Linked DNA regions of Mus musculus: region 2 is linked to region 1. A link is a contact called in public HiChIP or PLAC-seq data. All regions are on one chromosome and are shown on one strand. Each heading gives the region's core, a stretch centred on a gene start, on an enhancer-like site or on the middle of the called end of the contact. The rest is flanking DNA. Distances are from core to core; before and after follow the strand shown. Region 1 holds the start of Smtnl2 (smoothelin-like 2). Region 2 holds the start of Smg6 (Smg-6 homolog, nonsense mediated mRNA decay factor (C. elegans)).

Evidence for each region. HiChIP or PLAC-seq counts read pairs in DNA pulled down with a chosen protein or histone mark.
Region 2: a contact with region 1 is called in an H3K27ac HiChIP or PLAC-seq map of embryonic stem cells, with 4 times the contacts expected there. The contact joins the promoter of Smg6 here to the promoter of Smtnl2 in region 1.

What each region holds. Positions count from the first base shown.
Region 1 is chr11:72,408,103-72,414,156 of GRCm38.p6, forward strand. Smtnl2 (smoothelin-like 2) reads right to left here and starts at 3,611. Exons shown (of 8, transcript NM_177776.3): 1 at 3,142-3,611. The coding sequence starts at 3,531.
Region 2 is chr11:74,923,696-74,929,271 of GRCm38.p6, forward strand. Smg6 (Smg-6 homolog, nonsense mediated mRNA decay factor (C. elegans)) reads left to right here and starts at 2,159. Exons shown (of 19, transcript NM_001002764.2): 1 at 2,159-2,308; 2 at 5,298-5,576. The coding sequence starts at 2,221. It overlaps Srr (serine racemase), which reads right to left and starts at 2,253. Exons shown (of 9, transcript NM_013761.5): 1 at 1,924-2,253.

The DNA.
Region 1 (6,054 bases), core at 2,361-4,860:
TGCAGGTGCCTGCAGAGGACTGGATCCCCTCCATCCCCAAGCTAGAGTTACAGGCAGTTGTGAGTGGCTTGGCCTGGGTGCTGGAAATGGAAACCAGGTCCCTGAGCAATCTCTCCACCTCTACATCACCCCAGCCTCCTCGAGCCTTGGTTTAAATGCAGGGAAACTGAGGCCCAGCTGAGAGCAGATATCTCAAAGTAGCTCCTGTCGGCTCTAAGCTAAGTGCTCATCCCTCAAGCCTAGCTATTTCACAAGACTGACCTGGCTGCTCTCTTCCTCTTCCAAGGCTTCTGGGACCATCCCACCACCTCCTAGGCACATGCTTTTAAAGTCTGTGTGTTCAAAAGTGAGTAAGCTGATCAACCCCTTCCGAACATTTACATGCTGGGTTCAACCCACCTCTAGTCCCCATATTGGGGGGGGGGGTGTAAATTACCTATCTCCACAAGATCTGGCTACAAACCAAGAGGGGCAGCCACCACTGGCTTGTAGTCACAGGATGGGACCCTCACACCAAGGGCCCTGCCACAGACACAGAATATGAGAAACCAGACAGTCCTCTTTCAAGCACCCGTCTGGGACTCTGTCCGTCCTCCTTGTTCCTACACAAACAGTACTCACTACCATAAACTAGCTCAGAGCCTGTGTGGGTGTTCCTGTGAGAAGTACATCTGGGGGTCAGGCAAGGGTAATCAATTAGCCTTAGGCCCTCTGGTCCAATTGGAGAAGAGCCATCTCTTAAGAGAAGAGCTGAACCCATAAATTCAGCTACAGTTGCTACTTGTTGCCCCAGGATGTTTCTCAGGCCCTCGGACGACTGTACAGCTCCTGAGCCTCTGTCCTCAGTCCCAAGAGGCCGGAGCATCCCTCTCTCCCATCAGTCTCCCCCAGCTTAAGTCTGCACATCTGTTTCATGTCCAACGAGCACCCTGTCTGCATACTCCTTCTCTGAAGCTCCTGTCCCAGGCAGCTCACCTGACTCGTCCCTACCGCTCAGACCATCACAGTTAAGTTGCCTACAGGGCCTCATTCCTTAGAATTGAGACATTCCCTCTTAGAGGGGAGGGGAGGGCTCATAAAACTCGGGAAACTCACTGAACACAGTGGGCTTGGAAACTCAGAAGGTTCCGAGACTCACCAGGTCCCTTCCCTGAGGTTAGATGAACAGTAAACAACGGATGGAGAGGGAAGACTGGGGGAGCTGATTGCCTGTGGTGCAGCTTGCAGGAGGCGCCACCCTTGCTAGTGTGGGCTTTTGATGTTACAGAGGCCTTTGAGTTACCCATGCCCCTGTAAATAACCCCAATAAACTAATTGGCTCACCGAGCCAGTCTTGGGTACCCTCTTTTCTTTCGAGTTAAGAGATGTTTATTTCACATCTCCCAGGAAAGAGTCACAAACGCATCTCCAGTCACCCTCTAACCCACCATCCATCCCTGAGGACGGGTAGATACTAGGACCAAGGAGGACACTGCTCCTCCCCACCAAGTTCCCCAACTCCTCTACCTGGTCAAATTCCCGCTTAAAAAGTCACAGCTGGAGAAGCACGCACCCACACATACACACGCACTCACATTACACACACTCGTGCATGTACATGCATACGCACAGCACACACACATACGCCTGTGTACACACACCCACATTTGCACATGCTCGAATCCCCACGGGACTCAGATTGTTTTTCTTAAAACTTGAACAGCTGCCTCCACAAGTTACAAATAGACATTAAAACTTCAGCAGCAAATGAAGGCCCAGTCTCTTAGGCACATGTGACACTCCCAGGAACAGTTTTAGACTACGGACATGCAGACTCATAGGACAGAGTCAAGTGTTTCCATATTTCTAGACACTTCGCCTGGAACACCCGGAGTTCTACCCCCATCCCCAAAGCCCAGTTCCTCTGCCTAACTTGGAGGGCCTTCACAACTCAAGCCTCCCTTGTCCACCTGAAGGCTGCACCCTGGCTGGTGAGCACTTTTGGCCACTCCAGGCAGCATGCATCGTGCTGCCATTTGCAACAAGCACAGCACACCCTCCTCAAATCCCCAATGCAAAAGGAGCAGAGTCTGGAGCAAGGCGTCTCTGCTCACCTGTTGCCACTGTTCAAGTCTGGGGTCACCTCCACCCAGGCTGAGACCTCCAGGGGCAAGGACTTATCTGATGTCCTCCTGCTGAGGCCCACAGTAGAGCTAAGGGCCTTGGGAATACACCAAGGCAGGGGGCAGAGGCAGTGTACTAAGACCCTGGCCCTTGAAAAGCACCTCCCACCCCTCCCACTCCTCCAACCCCTCCCACTCCTCTCCCCCATCCCCCACTTCCCTCCCCCCCCACCACCCCCCCACCCCGCCAGCAAATTCCGGGTCAGGATGGAAAATCCCACCTAAGGGCCACTGCACACACCATAGAAACAGTCTAACCAGGCTCTGTCACTCCAGGAGGTCGTGACCAAGTGGTAAAACTGGTCCACACCAGCTTCTGCCCAGAAATCTAGACACAGCTAAAGGCCCGTTCCCCCTCTCCGTTTCCAGTAAAGGGTCTGCCCTCTGCAACATGAGTTCCCAAACAGTTACTGATCAGTCCAGACCAGAGTGCGCTCACATGCGCGCGCGCGCGCGCGCGCGCACACACACACACACACACACACAGAGGCAACTCAGTCGGGGTTAATCTACAACCGGAACGGTCAGGCCTCAGTGAAGCAGCAACACAGTGCGCGTGAACAAAAACGTTGTAGGGGGCAGGTAGAGGACGCTGACCATTCCAACTTGCAGGTGAGGACCCAGACGACAGTGAACTATCAAAGACTGAACCTTGGCGTCCAAACTCTTAAAATTCATGGGTCAGATGGGAGAGGGCAGATCTCAAGGCAAAAACACCACCCGGATCCAAGAAAGAAGTGCAAAGCAGGTGCAGCAGGCCTACTAAAACAATGTTTCTCCTGTCCTTTCCAGCTCTGGAGAGCTTAAATGTAATCCCGGCTACCAAGTCCCAGCGGCAGGTGGAGGTATAGCTCTCTTACTAGAGGACGCTCGCCAGCGCACGCACTCAGAGCTGATGGGCGGCACCAATTTCCCAACCCTACACCCCAGGCACGCTCCTAGTCGCTCACATCCCTCGCGCCGCACCCCCGGGGCTCACCGGGCTTCGACCGGACAGCGAAAAGGTGGCATGACTGGAGAAGCGTGCAGTGCCCAAGCGGGGGGCGCGGTCGGTAACTGTGGCCGCCGGAGGGGGACTGGGCGTGCCGGGTGCAGGGGACACTCCAGTCGCCAAGCCCAGCGCCTCCACCTGGCGCGTCAAGCGTTCGAGCTGTGCCTGCAGCCGCTGGTTGTCCCGCTGCAGCTCGGCCACAGTACGAGCCAAGGGGCCGGCCAGGCGCAGCGCCTCTGCCACGCGCCGCTCCACGCCGCGCTGCAGCCCCTGCATGTCCTCGTGCAGCGCACGCACCGCACCCTCCAGCGCCGCCTCGTAGCGGCCCAGCGCCTCGCGCACTGTGTGCGCCTCCTCGGCGTCGGGGGACGGCTCCATGGCCGAGTGGGGCACACCGATCGGACAGCGGGCAGAACGCGGGAGACGTTGAGAGATCCGCAGCTCCTTGGGACGACTGGCGGGCCGCGGCTGGCTGAGCCCGAGGGGCGGCCGGAGGGGGCGGGAGCAGGGCGGGGCAGACCCCTAGAGCCCCAGGACTGGGCGCTGAGTGAGGAGGCGGGGCCGAGGGGGCGGGACAGCCCATTCCAGGACACCCCGCCCCTGGGGACTGGCCGGGTCGGTGCGGGATGCCTGGCCCCGGAGGCACTTAGTGAAAAGTTCTCCTTCTCTGCTTTGCAGGGATGTGGATCCCTGGGGGAGTAAGGAGTCCCATACACGCTTGACCCCAGGGAGTGGTGTGCGACCCGGTGAAAGATCTGGGAAGAAGACACTCGAAAGGACATTACTCTAGGAACAACAACTAAAAGAGTTATACATTTCCCTGTAGGTCCACTTTGGTTGGACTCTCCCCCCTGTTCAGGGAACCGCAGCAACTGTACACACACACACACACACACACCATAACCGCTCTGACTCACCTTTGTATGCATCTCCGGTCACCACCGGTACCATCCAGTTCGCAAATACTCACTTGTGAGACTTTTTAAAAAAATATTTATTTGACTTTATGTGTGTGAGCCTGCTTGTCTGTATCTACACAGCATGTGTGGTGCCCACATAAATCACAAAGTGGTGTCAGGATCCTCTAGAACTGGAGTTTCCAATAGTTGTGAGCCATCATGTGTGTGCTGGGAGCCGAGTTCTGGGGTTTCTCTGAAAGAGCAAAAAGTGCCCTAAACTGCTAAGCCCACACTTCAGCCCCCCACCTGTGACACTTTTGCCTGGGATTTCTTGCACCAGTTCTGAGATCAGGAAGAGTTATGTAGATGGTAAAATGCCCCTCCTATCCTCCTAGGCCTGCTCTCTGTGTGTGTGTGTGTGTGTGTGTGTGTGTGTGTGTGTGTGTGTGTGTGTTAAAGATGAACAGGAAGGTTGGGACCCAAATCCCAAAATCTTGCTATGAGCAACTTTGGGATCAAAAACTAGGATGTGCACTGCTGCCCCCCTCTTCCCCAAGCTCAGTCAAGAACCTCGATCCACCTGACAACCTTCAAACCTCTTTTTTTCTCCAGCACTCCTCTTATTCCAGAAAGTCCCCTTTCCCAGCCTAGAAACCCCAAACATCACCAAAGAAGGAGGGATGGAGGCAATTGTTGCTCAGGATAACAATATGATAGATGTTGTAAACATTTAAAATAAAGAAAAAACCATCTCATTCATTGTGCTAAAAGGCTTTCCTAACTCGATTTCTCTGGGCCTGGGCTATGGGAGGTGGCTCAAAGCCTGGAGAGGCCTAGTGAGATGATCCATAGGAGCAGGCTCAAAGGCTTGTTCTGGTCATACTGTTCTGCTTCCAAGGATGTCTGGGAGGCCCCAGACCCTCCTAGACTGCCCTTTCCTTCCCCCAGGAGCTGGGTTAGCCTAACAGATGCTAAGAGCTGATCCCCTCCCCCGGGTAGGGACAGGAAGGAACACTGGGTTACCTAATCCAAGGAGCTTTCCAGCAATTATTTCATGGGAAAGTCAAGTGCCAAAAGGCGTGCATGTTGCATGTCTGTGTGTGTGTTCCAAGCAGCCGTCTGGACAGGGTGAGCCAAACCGCTCCTTGCATTCTTTCTCCGGGTGGAATCTTTGATAGAGCCCTGGAGAGGGGCCACTTGGAGAGCTTATGTCCCAGACAGCGCTGCCCACCCTACGGGTCTGAGCCCTGGAGTCAGAGAAGTCCAATCTTTCCTTTGCAGAACACAGGGAAGCAGAGGATGCCTGAGAAGGACCCAGACAGGTTAGTCCCTGACCTCCTGAGTAGGCCTCTGGGCGCCAGCATTGTATGTGTTTTGGGGGCGGAGGTTGTGTTGAGAGTAGAAAATGATCAGGGGCCCAGCCCTCTGTCTGACCATCCTGGAGAAAGTGGGTAGCTGGGTCTCTAAAGTGGGAATCCCAAGGAGTAGAAAGTCCAAAGATGTAGAGATCTGCCAAGGATGCAGACAAAAAGTCTCCAACCTCAGCTAAGCTGTCCGGTCCTTCCTGAGACAGTATGGGAAGACCTAAGAGTAGCTTTCATGGGAGGGTGGAGCAGGACTTCTTCTGAGGCCAGAAGGTTAGAGAGAACAGGATTCAACCCATCCTCCAACTGCCCCCACCCCCAGTCTTAGCCCTCAGCAGTCAAATCACCTGTAAATTAGAGATAAGCCTGGTGTGGTAGTGAGGTGAAGAAGGTGAGGAGGAAGAAGAAAGCAGGAGTGAGGGAGACCGGCATCTTGAGCCTGGACAGAGGACCAACACCACCCTAACCCTGACTCTAACACGGATGGGAGGGGGCAGTTCTGCTCCCAGCCCTGGGCTCCTCTCAACTCCTCCTTGGAAACCCCTCTCTCAACCTCCCCTTGACAGCTTCTGGCCTGTACCAGGCTGTGAGGGAGATGAGGGCAGACCAACCAAGCTGAACTCCTCTGCATTCACCAG
Region 2 (5,576 bases), core at 909-3,408, 2.5 Mb after region 1:
CAGCAGTTAAGAGCACTGACTGCTCTTCCAGAGGTCCTGAGTTCAATTCCCAGCAATCACAAGGTGGCTCACAACCATCTGTAATGGGATCTGATGCCCTCTTCTTGTGTGTCTGAAGACAGCAACAGTGTACTATACATTAATGTACAGTGTATATACATTAAATGAACAAATAAATTTTAAAAAACCCTGTTGTTAGTGTTTTTTAGACAGGTGTTACTATATAGCTCTAGTTGGCCTGGAACTCACTATGTAGACCAAACTGTCCTCTTGCCTGTGTATTTTTGGTGCTGGGCATGTGCTACCATGTCTGGCTTATGTTTTGGAGATAGAGTCTACATGTTCTTTGGTTTAGCTTTAAACTCAATGGACTCAATGGTGGAACACAGCCTTAAAGTTTGATCTTCCTCCCAAGTGCTAGAGTTACAGCATGTGCTATCATGCCAGGAGCACAAAGCAGGTTTTTTTTGTTTTGTTTTGTTTTTAAAGATTTATTTATTTACTGTATGTGGGTACACTGTAGCTGTAGGTTCTGAGCCTTCATGTGGTTGCTGGGAATTTTAGGACCTTTGGATCAACTCTGCTTGCTCTGGTAGGACCAGCTCTCTCTAGTCAACTCCTCTCACTCCAGACGCACCAGAAGAGGGCGCCAGATCTCATTACAGATGGTTGTGAGCCACGTGGTTTCTGGAATTTGAACTCAGGACCTTTGGTCCTGAGCAGGTCAGTGCTCTTACCCGCTGAGTCATCTTGCCAGCCCCAGCAAAGCAGTTTTTATATTTCCTATTCCTCTCAAATCTTTTGACAAAAACTGCCATTTGTTCTGGCCACTCTAATTAATTATACCCATTCATTTGAGCTGTTGACTATTTCTCAGTCATTGTCTTTCTCTCTCTCTCTCTCTCTCTTTTTTGGTTTTTCGAGACAGGGTTTTTCTGTATAGCCCTGGCTGTCCTGGAACTCACTTTGTAGACCAGGATGGCCTCGAACTCAGAAATCCGCCTGCCTCTGCCGGCCCCTCCTCCCCCAGTGCGGGATTAAAGGCGTGCGCCCGGCATTTTTCTCTTTTGATGGTGAAATATCTGTCACATAACAGGAACTGTATGAGTACTATCAAATATTTTATACTATGATCAAGGCATAACTGGTTATTACTTTTTGAGGTCTAAAGGGTCAATGACTGTGTGAGACAGGGAAGAAGGAAAGACTGGAGAAAGGCAGTCTTTGGATAGGAAGTTTCTCCACCCCACCGTTTCTAATAGGAGTTAATGGTCAATGAGCTTAAAGTACCCATCTTCTAGTCTAATTAACTTTTTGCTTCCTTTTTGGGGGACAAGGTCTTCTAATATGTTGCCTTGATTAGCCTCAAATGTGCTATGTTGCCCAGGCTTGAACTTGCAATGCTCCCACCACAGCCTTTGAAGTACCGTGAATATAAGAATGAGCTATTTTTACCAGCATCAGTAAAAATTTAAAGATGTAAAGATGGGAGAATTGACTTGAGTACTAAAAAAGTAATTTTAAAAAATTCTCAATGCTAACAGTAATTCCCAGATCGAATAATTTCCTTCTTTTTTTACCTCCACACAACGACCTCCAGCAAGTCTTAGGGATGAACTGTCATAGACTTTAGTACTCTGGTACAATCAAACGATACACGGAGCAATTTACTTCTTCCACTCTCTGAGATTCCGTTTACCAGTAATGGGGATAATAATAAAAGATATTTAAACTCCACAATCCAGGCCTACGGTAAGGAGACTTCGGCCTAAAATGATCGGAGGAGGCCGGGTTGTAGGATGTCTCCGTCAATCCGAGCCCCAGATCAAAAGCAGTGTCCTCGGTGGTCACCGCAGCAATACTGGCATCCCTAGACCCGAATGCCCACCTGACATGGGCGAGTCACACCTGGCTGCGCCTCACCTCGCCTCCAGAGCGCTGCGCCTCCACCTCCGAGCCTCGGCGGACCGTCCTAGCTTTACACCTCTGCGCACGCGCACACGCCGTCTCCGCGGCCGATTCGCCCGCTCCGGCAAGGCCCTAGTTGAACGTGCTGAATGCTTTTGCTCCCAGTGCGGCCACCGTCGTTTGGGGAGGGCAGGCAGGAGGGGGGCGGGGAAAAGGGTGGGAGTGGGTGAGCGCGCGCCGCCCGTCCGTCGTGGTTTCCTGGCTGCGCGCGGCGGTGGCCGAGTCGCCGCAGCTGTAGCAGCCGCCGCGAAGATGGCGGAGGGGTTGGAGCGTGTGCGGATCTCCGCATCGGAACTGCGAGGGATCCTGGCCACTCTGGCTCCGCAGGCCGGGAGCAGAGGTGAGTTGCGCCGCCCAGCTGCTGGGCCGGGCCTGCCCGCCCCGCCTCCCTCTCCTCTGCCTCCTCCCCGCCCCGTCCGCGGCGCTCCGAACCCCCGCCCCTTCCCCAACAGTGCGCCCGGGCCTGCGGCGGCCCCTGGGAGACAGCGAGGCTGTCGCTCCGCTCCCTCGGGCCCTCGGGGCAGAGCCCAAGCGCGAGTTTCAGCCTCCGCCCTCTTGCTCGGCGCGGCGCCGTGGTTGTTCTCCGGTGCCCTAACCCTCTCACGCCAGCGCCTGAGTTCCAGTCCGGAGGAGACACGAACTGGCTTGGGTGCTAGGGTCCGGTAGAGGCCCCGAGACGTATTGTTCCCAAAAGAATAGTCTGTGTATGTGTACCTTTCCGTAGTCCTCCGTTCCGCGTCGGAGAGGAGGAGCTGGGGAAATTGAGGAGAAAGGCTTAACAGGCTAGGACTTCCTTTGCTGAACTTACCCCCCCCCCCCACCCCCCAAGGCTGGTTTCTAGTGCTAGGCCACTGGAGGGATCCAGGACCTCAGAGAGCTGACTCGGTTTTGTTTTGGTCTTGGCGTGTGTGGGAGCAGTTGTGATCAGAGAGAATGCTTAATTTGCCAGTCTCCATTCGCATCAGAAAAGCGCGAGAAATATTTTGGTGTCTGGTCTCCTTCATTAGCCAGTGTTGCTTAGGATGACAGTTACAGAAGATACCTTCTCTAGGATTGTGGCTAGAATTTGTGAGGTTGGTTTTTATTGGCCAACTGAATTGGATTAACCAGGCTGTTTTCTCTCTCTCCTCTGGAAAATAGTAGTCACCACCTCTCCTGGCTCCGCCCCAAAACTAAGTTTAAAAGTTTACTCAGGGTGCTGAGGTTAAACGGCTTTATCTTGGTTCACATTTGGTGGAGAAGCTAAACTTTTGCCAAGGCAGCAGTATCTTTTATTTTGTGTTTGTTTTTCTTTTGAGACAAAGTCTCACCTTGTAGCCAATACTGGCCTTGAATTTACTGTGTAACCCAACCTGGCCTTGAGTTTGGATACTTTTCCTGACTGAAGCCTTCAGAGTGCTGGAATTATATGCATATGCCACCATACCCAACTTTCAAGTCAGAAACCTAAAATTTTAGTTTCGCCCCCACCCCATCCCCCAAACAAAAGTGGGTATAGATGCAGGTGTATAAATACTTGGCTACCAGCTTGTTTGCATTTGTATATACATTATAATTCTGTACTAGGATTTTATATAACTTGAGTACTGGATAATATTCTCACTAGTTCCTGTCACTTATGAACTGTTTAGTAGGTATTTTTAGTAGTCTCTCCACTGTAAGCAACAGATACTTACAAAAAAAAAGCTGTTTGCTACTCAGTGGAGCTTGGAGAGTGGTTTATAAAGTCCTCTCCTCCTCCTCCTCTTCCTCTTTTCCTTTGTTGAGACAGAGTCTCATATAGTCCAAGTAAGCTTCAAACTCTGTGGCCTTGAACTCTTGATCTTGCTGTCACTCCCCAAGTGCTGGGATTTGGAGGCATGGATTTGGCTGGGCTCTACTGTTCTTGAGTCCTTTGGTCCTTTGAGAGCGTGTCACAATTCGCCCATTGGTGCCTAGGAAAAGCTCCTCTAGTGGAACTTTTTTTTTTCTTCTTATATTCTATCATCATAGTAGCAGTTAGTCTCAGTATTCTAATGACATAGTCTAGGCAGTATTTTCATGAAATGATTCTGTTGGTTGTTGTTAGAGAGTTGGTGAGGATGAATGGTGTTGAAGATTGTAAAAGGAATTGCTTAATATTTGATTCAGTAGGAGGTATGTGATTGGGGTGTTGGTATCCTAAAGTTGTAGATTTGTTGTGATCAAGTTCACACACTGAAGTTGAAGATAGTTTCCCAGAGATATCTAGGACTGAGGCTTGCTATGCATGCCACTCTAATATGTGTATGTATGTGTAGATATATGTTTACATATGTAATATAATAAGTAAATAATGGTGTAATATACGATACATATATACCAGTAAATATGTTTATGCGATGCTGGGGGCTGCCCCTAGTGGCCTCCTATATATGAGACAGATACACTGGGCTACATTTCTTTCTCCTAATATGATAACCTAGAAATATTACAGACAGGAGAAATGCTAACCAGATGTGATATACACTCTTGTAATCCAGAACTTGGATGGCTGAGGCAGGAGGACTGAATTTGAGGTCTCTCTGGAATATCTATGGTGAGACTGTGACTCAAGAAAGGAAGGAAGGAAGGAAGAGGGGCTCAGCAGGTAAGAGCACTGACTGCTCTTTTGGAAGTCCTGAGCTCAATTCCCAGCAACCACATGATGGCTCACAACCATCTGTAATGAGATCCAAAGCCCTCTTCTGGTGTGTCTGAAGACAGCTACAGTGTGTTCATATACATAAAATAAAAGAGAAGAAAAGAAAGAAGGGGTAGACTTACAGGTTGTGTAGACAGAATAATTTAATGCCTGAACATGTTAGAGATCTTTGATTCTGAAATAATGAACTAGTTTGGGGTCTTTAAGATCTGAATAGGAGCCGGGTGTGGTGGCGCACGCCTTTAATCCCAGCACTCGGGAGGCAGAGGCAGGCGGATCTCTGAGTTCGAGGCCAGCCTGGTCTACAGAGTGAGTTCCAGGACAGCCAAGGCTACACAGAGAAACCCTGTCTTGAAAAAAACAAACAAACAAAAAAGATCTGAATAGGAACATGACTTGGATACAAGAGAATACAACTCCCCTCTATTTCCATAACTCAAGTAAGTACGTGTAACTCTAACATAGTTAAATTCTTAACCTCACTGCTTACTAAACACTATAACTCCAAATTTCTGCCTTTGTAGAAACGTTCTTTCCTGATCACCAATATTATCATTTGTATTTGTATTTTTTTTGTTGTTGTTATGTAACTAGAATGACAACTTTCCTTCCCTCTCTTCTCCATTATTCTTTTCTTCTGTGTTGTTTCCTCTTATCAACATAATAGAAAACATGAAGGAACTAAAGGAACCCAGACAGCGCAAAGATAATAGGCGTCCAGATTTGGAAATCTATAAGCCTGGACTTTCTCGACTAAGGAACAGACCTAAAACTAAGGAGGCTTCTGGGAATGAGGAATTTAAGGATGAGATAGTAAATGACAGAGATTCTTCTGCTGTTGGGAATGATACACAGCTTATTCAAGTTTGCAAGGAATTGGACAGCCAACAGCAAAATGGCCCTATAGATGCAGAAAATAGTCAGGCACAGGAAACTTTTCCAAAGA